Linked DNA regions of Mus musculus: region 1 is linked to region 2. Evidence: chromatin contacts called from public HiChIP or PLAC-seq data. All regions are on one chromosome and are shown on one strand. The core of a region is the stretch at or near the end of the contact, and the rest is flanking DNA. Distances in the headings are between cores, read along the strand shown. Region 1 overlaps Plxna2 (plexin A2). Region 2 has its middle 5.2 kb from the start of 4930503O07Rik.

What was found. HiChIP or PLAC-seq counts read pairs in DNA pulled down with a chosen protein or histone mark.
Region 1: an H3K27ac HiChIP or PLAC-seq map of stem cell-derived neural progenitor cells shows a contact between it and region 2, with 6 times the contacts expected there. The contact joins two enhancer-like sites. A contact is called at or near these places in 1 of 484 Hi-C or Micro-C datasets (brown adipocytes) and 2 of 115 datasets of contacts at active chromatin or transcription factors (astrocytes and stem cell-derived neural progenitor cells).

Annotation. Positions count from the first base shown.
Region 1 is chr1:194,738,623-194,744,780 of GRCm38.p6, forward strand. The region is part of intron 4 of Plxna2 (plexin A2); the gene reads left to right. Among named protein-coding and RNA genes, the nearest start is that of Gm46202, 22 kb to the left of the region's middle. Within about 2 kb of position 1,374, at least 30 of the 459 cell types and tissues checked have an H3K27ac peak or open chromatin away from gene starts, as enhancers often do. A contact at or near this core is called in stem cell-derived neural progenitor cells, where this site is marked.
Region 2 is chr1:194,224,955-194,230,950 of GRCm38.p6, forward strand. No RefSeq gene overlaps it. Among named protein-coding and RNA genes, the nearest start is that of 4930503O07Rik, 5.2 kb to the left of the region's middle. Within about 2 kb of position 1,782, at least 30 of the 459 cell types and tissues checked have an H3K27ac peak or open chromatin away from gene starts, as enhancers often do. A contact at or near this core is called in stem cell-derived neural progenitor cells, where this site is marked.

The DNA of each region.
Region 1 (6,158 bases), core at 124-2,623, 510 kb after region 2:
GATGTGCTGGCTGTCAGACCTGGAACAGTCTGGAAGGAGAAGCTTTCCTTTAATTCTTGCTCTTGCCCACTGCCTTTATGTGGGAAACAGACAGACCTGGACTCTGTTTCTTCCACTGACAAATCATGTGACCCTGACAGTTTACTTTATCTGAGACTCTGTGTTCTAATGGGAAAACAAGACTACAAGCATGTCTATATAAGGTTAAGCATAGGGAATAAATAAGATTGTACATGTCAAGTGTCTGGTATGTAGGAGCTACTAGGTCAGTGGCAGCTATTAGAAAATTGTTCTTGCTGCTTTATTTTATTCCATATCCTGTGTTGACTCCTAAGCTCAGAGCAAGGTGATGCCATCCAGCACTCTGTCAGCCACCTGATCTTACTGGAGCCTCCACACCTTTACACTGTCCCTGGGTGGCTTTGGATACCCAGTACTCAATCAGCTTTGTCCCTGTGCAGAAAAAAAGATACATGTATGTAATTTTGGATAGAGACATGACAGGCCAAGGGGGCTATAGTACAAGATAGGTCTAGAGGTGTGACTTAGAGTGGCTATCTCAAGCATACATGAGAGAATCAGAGCTATAGGTGGGCTTTCCTAGCCACTAGCAGCCTTTTACTCTCTGTGAGGACCTTGACTACCATTGGTGTAGAAACAGGATAGACCCTTTGTTGCTAGGCAGAATCCTCACTGGGCTCTCCACAGTGTTTGCAACAAGTTATAACAGTGACATGACTTGGTGGAGGCCTTCCCACCAAGACAACAAGACCCATCCCATATCCCATCAGCTAGCACCATTAGGTGCTTTCTGCTGCAGGTACAGGAGGCCTCCAACCTCCTAGACCTACTCTGCTTCAGATCTGGCCCATTGCCTCTCTCCTGAAATTTATCTTTCCTATCCCACAGCAGGAGCCTTTACAGCTTGTCTCAGGGATAAAGCCACTCCCACTCAGTGTAACAGACAGTGAAGACAACTCTTTGGTGCCTTAATTTTCTGTTGGATCCAGCCTGGATCATAGCATATAATAAAATGCAATGATCTGCTCTCTTGGAGTTGGGCAGATCAAACTGAGATCATTCTATGAATTTAACCCCCTTTGCAGTAGGCCTTTGTCTATACAGGACTCAGGGAATGATTCTCTAGTGCTGGCAGAGAAGAAAATGGGCTCAGCTGAAATCCTACAAACTTGGGTCAAAAACAATCTGTAGGGAAGGACTGCTACAAAAGGCACAAAGGGAGGAAAGAGGCCAGGGAGTCATTTCCATCAGTTTCAGCTGCTGTGTGCTTTGCCCCTGGCCCTGGGGATCAGACTGTTGTTGACTAGGGCAACTGCATGCTCCAGCCAGGCTGTCTATGACACCTCCCACCCTGTCACCTGGCTCTCAGCCATGGAGAAAGCCTGTGTTCCTTTCTTTGTGTCAGGAGCAGGGCACACATGTAGGGACAGGTGTCCCATCTGGCAGGGGGCAAGCAAATTCCAGAGAAGCAGAGGATTAGATGTTCAGTGTCTGGGGAACAGCTTTCCCTTATCCTTTCCCTCCTACTCTGTCTCTCATTTACATGGTCCCAAAGGAATCCTGTGAGACTCTGAATACTGTACTCCAGCTGCTACCCCTGCAGCAAGTGGTTAGCTACTGCCCTGGCCTCTGAGCCACTACTATACCTTGATTTTACCTCCATTATAGCTTTTACTCCACTGGAATGAGTCTTGATTCCCACTGAACTATGGGTTCTAACAGGGTAAAGAATGCACCCCTTTGTCTCACAAATTAGATGACCAAAAGGTTCATTGAACACCTGGGACTCAGGCATGATCTATATCACAGAAGTCTTCTACTTTCAAGTCAGGTGTTCATCTGGAAGGTACAGGTATCAAAACCACTTTTCTCCTTCCAGGTTTTCATACAGGGTAGCAGATGAACACTAGTGTTCTGTCCTTTTGGACAGTCAGCTTTGAGGTCTTGCTCTATTACTTCTGGGAATTCTTGCATCTAGAAATTTATGCATTTCTCTGTAGACAGAAACTGTGCAAGGCATCTGCCCAGTGTGAGTATGGAAGTTTTATCAGGGTCCCAGAATCATCCTGTCTCAGGAATGGTCTTCAAGAACTTCAGGAACAAGGAAGATTCAAGTAGCTTCCCCCAGAGACTTATCCCCACAGCCAATCATAATCCTAGGATATCCCTAATGAGCCCAGTGTACTGAGTGGAGAGAGTTGGGGGAAGAGACCCCACATGTATACCCCACTGAGCCCTACTAATTAAGGTTCCAGAAGGCACCAACAATGCAGGGCCCCCTGGGCCACAGGAGCTAAGAACATAGCATGAGTCATCTTTAATTAGGACTATTTCTTAAGTAAATGACTTAATAGGACAGTTATATTCATTAGAAGTGTAATTATAAGACATAAGCTCAAACAGGAAAGAATGTGGAGTGTGAGGGTGGAACCCAGTCAGAGGTAGTAGCTCATGGGTGCCAGGGAGGCAGCAGGCATGCAGGGGCAGGAGATGATGCCCTTCTGTCCGAGTCTTCCCATATAATTCATCTCAGAACTCCTAAGCCAATCCAGGAATCTGAGATCCCAGTACTCACTGGAGGAGCTTTAGCCTAGTTAAGATGAAGTAATAAGCAAACACTGACTAAAGAATCAAGGAGTGCTCCATTAAACTCTGAATTGGCCCTGGAAAAGCCCTGCTCACAATATATCATACCCACTTTAGGAAAAAAAACAAAAAAAACAAAAACGCCCATTCTCCTGAGGCCTGAGGCCTGGCTCTATCTGGTTCTAGCAAGTGCAAGACTACCTCCTGGGCTCCACACAGGTCTGCCCCAAACTTCTCAGGTCTGAACTTGGATACTTGAAGATTCCAAGGACTAAGACTTAAAAGGACCTAATTTCTCAAGCAAGGTATGGTAGCACACAAAGGCAGGAGGAAGGAGATTTCCTGCCTAAGCTACCTAGAAAGACCTTGTCTCCAAAACTAAACTAAAATAAAGCTAAACATCTGATGGAGGAAGCTCGTTTCTCCTTGGGTTTGAAGAAGTCCCCAGAATTCTTTTGTTTGCATCCAGGCTCTTAAAACATTACTTCTTCCCATAGCCTAAGGGCAGTCTGGTTCTTATTTATCCTGACCCCAAGACCTGCCATTTAAAAATGTCCTAAAGAAGCTTAAGTCAGCTGTGCCAGAGGCTTCTAAATGTCAGCACACCTACAAACCAACTGGAAAGATGGAGGTCTGACTGAGCAGGCCTGGACTTTGTTGTCTAACCTTATGGTGCTAAAAGTGGTTGTAATTCAAGGACTGTGCATTGAGAGCACAGCTCCTTGGTAGACCCTATTATAAAAGATATTCTTTTGACCTGTGAAAAACAGACTAAGGAGTTCAGAGACTTTCTGCAGTCTAGCTCCTTTGGTCTACCATAGCCTTACCAAGGAAACTCAAGCCCACATTTCTAATTCATACCTTGCCACCTTGTCCTCATACTGGCTCCTAAGAAACTCTGCTTTTCTGGGATGCAGGTCTATCCTCCTGAAATATATTAAAGATATTCATCCTGAAGGACCCAGGCCATGCCAAGACTTACACAAAATCCCCCTGGTGGCACAGGCAGACAGACCAAATGTTGGTCACAGACAGAAACTTCAGGCTTGGTTGCCACTTTCCTAGTAGCTACATTTCAAACAGTAAAAGATCTCATTTAACCTAATATATGCAAAACATTAACTTTTGGAGATGTCAATATCAAATTCCTAGTGTGATGTTTGCTTTTTTTCTTTACCAAATCTTCAGGATCAGTATACATTAGATATTCATAGCACACCTCAGTTTGGACTAGCGCTCTCAAATATTCAAAAGGCACACAGGGTTAGTGATGGTCATATTAGATAATGAAGACACCAGTGTCTTTCTTATCCCAGAATTCCCTCTGTCTTTTTTCATGTTACCCCTAGAATATAGCACTTTGGTCTTGTGATAGCTCATGGATTGTTTGAAGTAATAGCTTTGTTTTAATGCTGGTTGTTTGTTTGCTTGTTTGTTTGTTTGTTTGTTTGTTTTTATTCTCCTGAAGTGTGTACTACTAGCCCATATGGAGAACCAGACCAAAAGCACTAGCTGATGGGTGAAATTAAAGTTATGTGACAGTATACACAGGGCAGGTCCATGGGAGCTTCCTACTGTAAGGATCTCCTCCCAGTCTCTCTGGCAGCTGTCGCTCTGATTTGTGCCTAGCTTGTAGATCATAAAGAATAATGCAAGTTCTCAAGCCCTCCCTCCTTCTAAGTTTCCTGTTTCACTCTACTCTGCCTTAAAAAAAAAAAAAGTCACACCAGGAGGGCCCAGGAAACAGGAAAAATAGTTGTGCTGTTGGTTTCATGTTTGGAGAAGAACAGGGTTTCACTATCTCCATGGCACTTGGCATGAAAGTGGGCTTTGTTGCCAGAGACACTGCTTTCATTCAAGGCCCCCGTTCCCAGCTGCTGAGAGCTGGGCTGTGTTTTGACAGACGGGCTGAATGTAATGCAGACAGTTGTTTTAATTTCCAGCCAGATGCAGACATCACTCACAAGGAGCCCAAAACCCAAAAAAGGGAATGGGCACTGGACTGATGCTCTTAGGCCTTGCAGAGTAGACCAGAGCAGGCCAACAGAAACCTATTGAGCACTGGATTCCCAGATATCCTGAGAGATTTAGAATCATGAGGCCTGCCTGGGCTTGGCACCCACTTCTCCAGGAGACATCTGTCAGAAAGGTGCTTCTTGTAGGTGTTGCCAACTGTGAGGAGGTTTCAAGGGTTTTTCTTTGGTAGTGATAACTGGATGTTTTCTTTCAGTTGTCAGATGTGGAAGTCTTGAGCTGGAAAGCTCCATAGGAAAAGCATTTACTGCACAAGCTCAGATCCCTAGAATTCACATAAAGCTGGGCTTGGTAACATGGTTTAGAATCCCAGTGCTACTTCAGCAGGATTCTAGGGGAAGGGAGGGAGTTCTAGGAGAAACCCTGGAAACCCACAGGCCAGCTACCTTGTTGTATATCTTAGTGAACAACATGAGCAGTTGCAAACAAAGTAGGAAGCAAAAACTTGCTCCTGAAATTGTCTTCTGACCACATGTTCACTATGGCAAATACATGCCTGCATTTACAGACACACACACACACACACACACACACATGTATATATATATATGTGTGTATGTGTGTGTGTGTATATATATATATATATATATATATGTATATATATATGTGTGTGTGTGTATGTGTGTGTATAACATATGCACATATATACTATACACACACACATATATATGCATATAAATATATAGCATATGCACATATATACCATATATACATACACAAAAACACAAAGATAAAACTATTTTAAATATTTTAAAGAAATAGTCTCAAGGAGATATGAGTAAATACAGATAAAATTTTTGGATAACAGTCTTCTTTCAGGGCTAAATTCCCTTTCACAGCCTCCAAAGGAATATCACCCTGCTTGCCACTCATTACCATGATGAGTAGTATATTTTAGACAAAGTGACTATTGCAGATCAGACAGTCCTAAATTTGTTATGTCAAGCTTTCTCGTCTGATACTGTAAATCTGTTTCAGTGGTCCATGATATCATTAGCCTCTTTCCCTATTACATCACCCTAACAGGTCATATCAGACTGATCTACAATCAGCTTAAACCCTCAGATATATTATGCTTGAGGTTTTTAAACCAAGATTTCACAACCTACACTTGAGGTGTCTACTTTTTAAACAGAATTTCCAGATTTTATGCTTACTTTCCCTACATCTTATTTCCTTATCAAGGAAGTTTGACTTTTAAGGCTCAACATATTAAGTGTTATAGTGTACTAAGAGTGGGTAGGCCTAGAATGACATACTGCCTCTCCAAGTCTACAAGTTCAAGTTAGAATGAACTTATCTGTAACTTTTGCCCATGATAACCCTTCAGTTTGAAAAGTCTTTTGGGTCTTTCCATCTGCTGGCTCTTCTTTTCATATCCTCTTCTCCCTTCTCCTCTTCCTTATTCTCCCCTTCCTCTTTCTCCTTCTATTTCTATTATTTTTATAAGACTGAGTTTTTCTTTGTAACCCAGACTAGCCTGGAATTCACTATGTAGCACAGGCTAGGTAACTTAT
Region 2 (5,996 bases), core at 532-3,031:
GAGCCGAACAGGTCACATGTGCTGCATCTTCTCAAGCTCATGCCTATGCCTCAGCCTGCTCTTTACCCAAGGAAGACAACAGAGAAGCATTTCTGGGCTCATTCCTACCCCAGATCCCTATCAGGCAATATGTTGAGTTCTTTCCTCATGAATGAATTGCAGTCTGTTTCAGTTCACAAAGATACCCCCTTTTCTACTCAGAATTTAGGAAGTCTGGTAACCTCCACTGTGGGGGAACACACTGTTCCCCAGTCTGTTCTTGAGGGAAATGAAAAGCCAGAAGATTTTCATCTTATGCTGGTCTCCCTCCTCTTGATCTTCGACACTCAGAGGAACCAGGGAGCTCCTTCCCCTGTCAGTCTTCACACAGCACGTTGAGAAGATGTGTTCAGAGCCAGCCAAGATGATAGCACTGTGTTGGTGCTAGACCCCAGATCTGGAGACCCCACACTCATGTGTGCAAGTTGTAGAAGCATGTATGCCTCTATGAACATGGGCAGCAAGATCTCATGTTCATTCACAAACCTTGTTAAAGGGTTGGTTATGAACCAGACATTCTGGGTAAATATTTTTGTGCTTGGGGGACTTTCATGATAGTTCCCAAAAGCTGTTCTTCAATACATCTTATAAAACTTGCAAGACCCCCCCCCCCCCAAGCATGCTGGCGTCTGAACTTACTATTTTTACAGAGACAAATGTGTTTATCTTTCTCCCCATATCACAAAGCACTTCTCTTCAGCTTTAAATCAAACATCTGGCCCACCCTGTCCATAATGCCTTTCCTGATGTTCTCTGCCAAATATTCATGCCAACATATCGACTTTATTTCCAATGCTGCCAGCTTGGTGTTGTGGGAAGAAAATAAATCTAATATGAACCTGTGCACAAATTCATTCTTCACTACTCACTAGATTATTAACCTTGCTTAAGGCCTTTTATTCCAGTTTCCTCACAAGATAAAAGGAATAATGAGGGCATGATGAGACGACCACAAGCCCCCACTTACAGGAGGGGGGGTATGCTGTGTCTTTGGCTGTGTGCCTTTATGCAAATGAGACATAGAGATCCTATGAGCTGGGCAGCAATGGTCCAGAGAAAAATCTCTCTGAAGTCTGGAGTTGTAAGAATAATGAAGTCAAAGGAGGAGGAAGAGTAGAATGGGGGATGGGAGGCAAGGTGAAAAGAGGAAGGAATGGGAGAAAAAGAGGGGGGAGAAACTGCAGTTGGGATGTAAAATTAATTAATTATTAATAAAACACTGCCACCACCACCAACAACAAAAGAATATAGTCTCTGCTCAGCTTTAAACTATGTTGTCTGTTCTGAATGGGAAGATGGGCACATGAGGTAGACAAGGAAAAACAGGAAAAAAAACAAAAGAAAACAAAACAAAAAACCAGTTTGATATGGAGGCCTGTCAGTTTAGACTTAGTACAGAAACAGAAATTCCCATTCCAGCCAGAACTTTCTTAGCAGCCCTGGGAAGTGGAGGCCTGAGAGAAAACTTGTGTGACCATTTAATTCATTACACTGCCCTGAGTCGGGGTGACTCTGGAGACAGCTGATGGCTCCTGAGTATCTGCCAGTAAGAATTTGGCATCAACTTGGGAATCTCTAATGCAAAAGTTCAAGAAACGACTAGAAACTTGTGTAGACATCTTCTTTCCTCAATGAAAATCACATGGTAGGAAACCTGCAGCCCGTCCCTGAGAAGACACTCCTCTAGTGAGAGTCTAGTATGTTCTGGAGGCTATCTTCCTACATACAGGGTCTGAGCAGAGAGTTCTTTCCAGGAAGCTGCCACACAAAGCAGCTTCTGGCTCCTAACAAAGCTGCCCTGTTGGAATGGAAGGCTGGATGCAGACTTCTCTTCCACCAAGGAAAGAAAAATGATATGGGAACAGCTTGGATGGGACGATATTTCAGGCATGGCTAGCTGTTAAAAATGAGCTAATTCAGAAGAGGCACATTTAAATAAATATAATGCAAAGGCACAATGGCACAAGATAATAGTTCTGAACGGGGAATTCTAATGACTGCAAGCGCCTCTCACAGGGCAATTAATACACATGGCCAGGCTGCAGCAGTGCTAGGCAGAGGAAGGGGAGAAGCAGGTCGCAGCAGAAAGGGGGAGGGGGAACCAGAGCAGCTGACAGAAATAGGATTTGATTTCCTTTGCAGAAAGGAGTAATGCTTACAAATATAATAAAAGAGAAAAATAAGTGTGTCAGGTTTTTATAATTCAACTTGTAAAATTCAGAATGATTAGTTTTTGAAGAGGGCAATTAGTCCTCTTTTGCATATTCATGAGGATTTAATGAAATGGGGTTGAGTTTTCACCATTCTTTACTGGTTACCTCCTTTTACAACTCTCCCCCCACCACACAAACTAAAAACATATCTGATACCCATCAAAGGAAGCCTCCTTCCACTCAATTCACGGAACAGTTTTTCTGCTGATTGCTACCAAGAGATGCCCAGGGTTCTCTTTTTAAAATTACTTATTGATAAAGACACCACAGCAATAATTTAGGTATGTGAGGTGTGTGGATCTGCAGGGATTTTTTTGGTGGCAGAAAAGTAGGATATTACTAAAGGTAAGAGGCTGACCCCTCACCTAGACAGAGGGTCAGATGGTTGAAGACAGAGAAGGCAGAAAATAGAGAAAAAAGTCAAGAGAAAGAAGGAGGACAAGGGGAAAGAGAAATGGAATGGAAGGAAACAGAAGGAGCAGGGGTGGGAGAAAGAAGATGAGGAGGGGTAGAGGGAGACGAGAGAGCAAAAAGAGAGGAAGAGAGAAAGGCAAAGGGAGGGAGGGAGGACCTCAAGAAGTGAGGGAGGGACTGAGAAGAAAGGAGAGAAAGAAAGGAGAAAAAAAAGAGCTCTAGGAGGCTAAAGTCCAGGGGACAGTGTTAAGTCTACCAGCAGATACATTTTTCTCTTTTTGTGTATATGCTTTGCAACTGTTTCCAAGAGCAAGCTGATCTAGGAGCCTATGAACAAAGCACTACTAAAGCAACACAGCCAAAAGCCACCTCAGGACAGAGAGACCCTGGTGGCTGATCTAGCTGGCTGCCTTCTCCTCAGTATATTGATTTCTGTTCTAACTAGGTGTTTGTTTGTATTTTTTTTTTTTAATGCCGTTGCTTTCTTCTACCAAGAACCTCTTTGGTCAGCTCAGGGCTTCCAGCCCTGGCATTCTCCCTCTTTCTTGGGCCAGCTTAAAGTTTCAGGGCTTCCAGACTCTACCTTTCCTTTGGTTCTTCCACTGTGAAAATGTTTTGTTTTAAAGTGTATTTCCTGTTTCTCCCATTTCTATGCACACACAACAGATCTGGAAGGCCTGGAAGAAGTGACAGCATTAGCGGATCCAGCATACGGACATGTGAACTACTTTTTGTCTGCACTAGAATTTGTCCATGAAAAATTCAAGGCTTAAACAGAGAAGTTTCTGCAATGAAAGGCAGTGGACACAGATACATATGACCATTCCAGGTTCTGAGAATAGGGGAAGTTAAATGCTTTGTTATAAATGTGGCATTTATACTATCCCCTCTCAGGTCTGGGAAACACTGAAGAAGGACAGGAGAAGGAATACAAGACACAAAACATGGGAGGATATGGGGTCATCTTCCAGACATGATATAACCATTTGAATTAAGAAAACAATTAAACTGTGTTTGCCTTTCCAAAGTCTGCACAGAGTGGGACAGTTAACAGCTAAGCATGGATGAGAGTCTCAAGGGGACCAGGCTTCCTACTGAACTAGTGGCCACTATCAGAGGAATCACAGCTAGTGGTTTAATAATCACTGTTGAGCCTACCCAATCCCATGGTCACAGAGATGTTCTGTTTTGTTTCAAAACCAAACAAAACACACACACACACACACACACACACATATATATATTTACATATATATTCATATATATGAATACAGAATAAGAACTTATAGGGATAGGTAAAAGGGGTAGGGTGATGAGAATAATCAGAATGCATTGTGTACATGTAGGAAAATGTCAAAGAACAAACTTAGTCATAAAAGATTCTTAAGACCAATCAATAAATTGATTGCTCTAGGTCACAATTCCAGTCAGAGGTAGAACTGACATCTGTCCTATCCCACTCTCCTAGCCTTGGCTTCCCAGTGTCTAGATTTTGTGTACTATTACAGTAGAGGTTTCTACTCTTTGAAAAATGTTTTTGGTTGTTTTTTTTTTTTTTATTTTCCCCTGATTCTGGGAAAGAGAAGAAAAATTGGACTAAGGCAGCAGAATGCAATATGAGAATGTTTATTATTCCTAATGGTCCTTCCATTAGGGACAATGTCATTAAGTGTGACACTCGGCTCTTCTCTCTGTGCCTTCTCTTTGGCTTCTAATAGACCACCACAATTTTGCTTATGCTAGGCAATGCTCTATCTGAGTTGCTTCCCCAGTCCTGTATTTAAATCTGCTGTTCAGCCTCAGGAAACCTACATTATACTTTCCAATTCCATTAACAACAACAACAAAGTTAGCATTTTGAACTTGATTTACTTTCATTACTTTAAAAATTAAATGCAAACAAACAAAAAGTGCCATCCATTGGAAACCATCAACTTTCACTGTTAGTCTGCTGAGGGCCTCCTGGGACTAAGCCAGGGTGTGAGATCTGCACTTGGTAACTTGACCTTGGGATAGCTTCCCAACAGGTAAGGGAGGGTGGGTGCCTGTGTAAGTGTGTGAGCACGCTAGCCTTGTCATTCAACCACCTGTGAATTGTTAAAACACAGGAATGGACAGAGATCTAAATGTAGAATCTTTAAAAACTCAATTTGGGGTCTAGGTCAGTGAGAGTATGGGCCTTAGACTTGCCACTGTGTGTGTGTGTGGGGGGGGGGTTCAAAGTGCTATGTCTATAACAGACGTTTGATATCAGCCACTGTCTTGAGAATCATAGTGAAGGGCACTTGCACTGAAGTAAGATGAAAATCAGCTGCTAGAATTCTTCCCTAAATGACATAGACTAGTTTAACCATATTTTCAGTCTATAAGGTAAGATCTTTCAGACACACTGAAAACTGAGAAATTCAGTTGAAATCAGGAAGAACACATTCCTTTGACCTGTAATTTCCTGCTAAAAGTTCCACCTTCAGGTGCAGAGAATAAGGAGGGTGAGCCTTGGAACTCTGTCTTTTCCCTGCTCCCTGACACCCTGCCCAGTGTCTGGTGGGACTGTTCTTTTCCTCTTGACACCTCTGCACACCTGCCCTGGAACAGAGTGTTGGCTCCTTTCTCTGCCTGCAGAGAATTCACACTCTCCAAAGGTAGCTGCATGCTGTCCTTGTGAGGAAATAGGACTTCACAGTGCATGACCGTCTAATTCATAAATAAATATTACACATGTTCCCAGGCGGCCCATTAGCCAGTTAGAGCAATCAGCATCTCTACCAATTAAAATCCTTTCCAAGACTTAAGTCTGTTGGCTCTAGGAAACAAGAAGCCTAATAGCCAGGCAGATATACCTGAGTGGAAACAGCACCACTCTGCTCCAGGAGAAGAGATTGCTGGCTGTAGATGGACGGGTATAAAAGATGCAGGGGTGTGTCTGTGAGGTTAGTATCCAGAATGAAAAGATCAGGGGAGAAGGTGCTTTTACTCACCCTACCTGCAGCGAGCGAAACATGCTTGTAGTAAATACAGCCAGAGTCAAGAAGAGCTTTTCCTTCTGCCTTGGTTTTATGATTTTTTTTCATTTTTTATTTTTTAATATTTGGTAGATTCCATGAAAGAAGTGCCCTGTCTTGAGTTTTCTATTTTCATGGCCCAGCATACTGCCTGTTAGGTATACAGTTGGTAGCAACTTACAGTGAAAAAGTACTTTAGCTGGGTGCGATTGCACACATCTGTCTTTCCTGTGGCTGAAAGAGAATGACTGTGAGTTTGAGGCCAAATCAATCTGCATAGGTCACACTGGGCCACAAACAGAGCCATTGTTTTAAAACAAAACAAAAA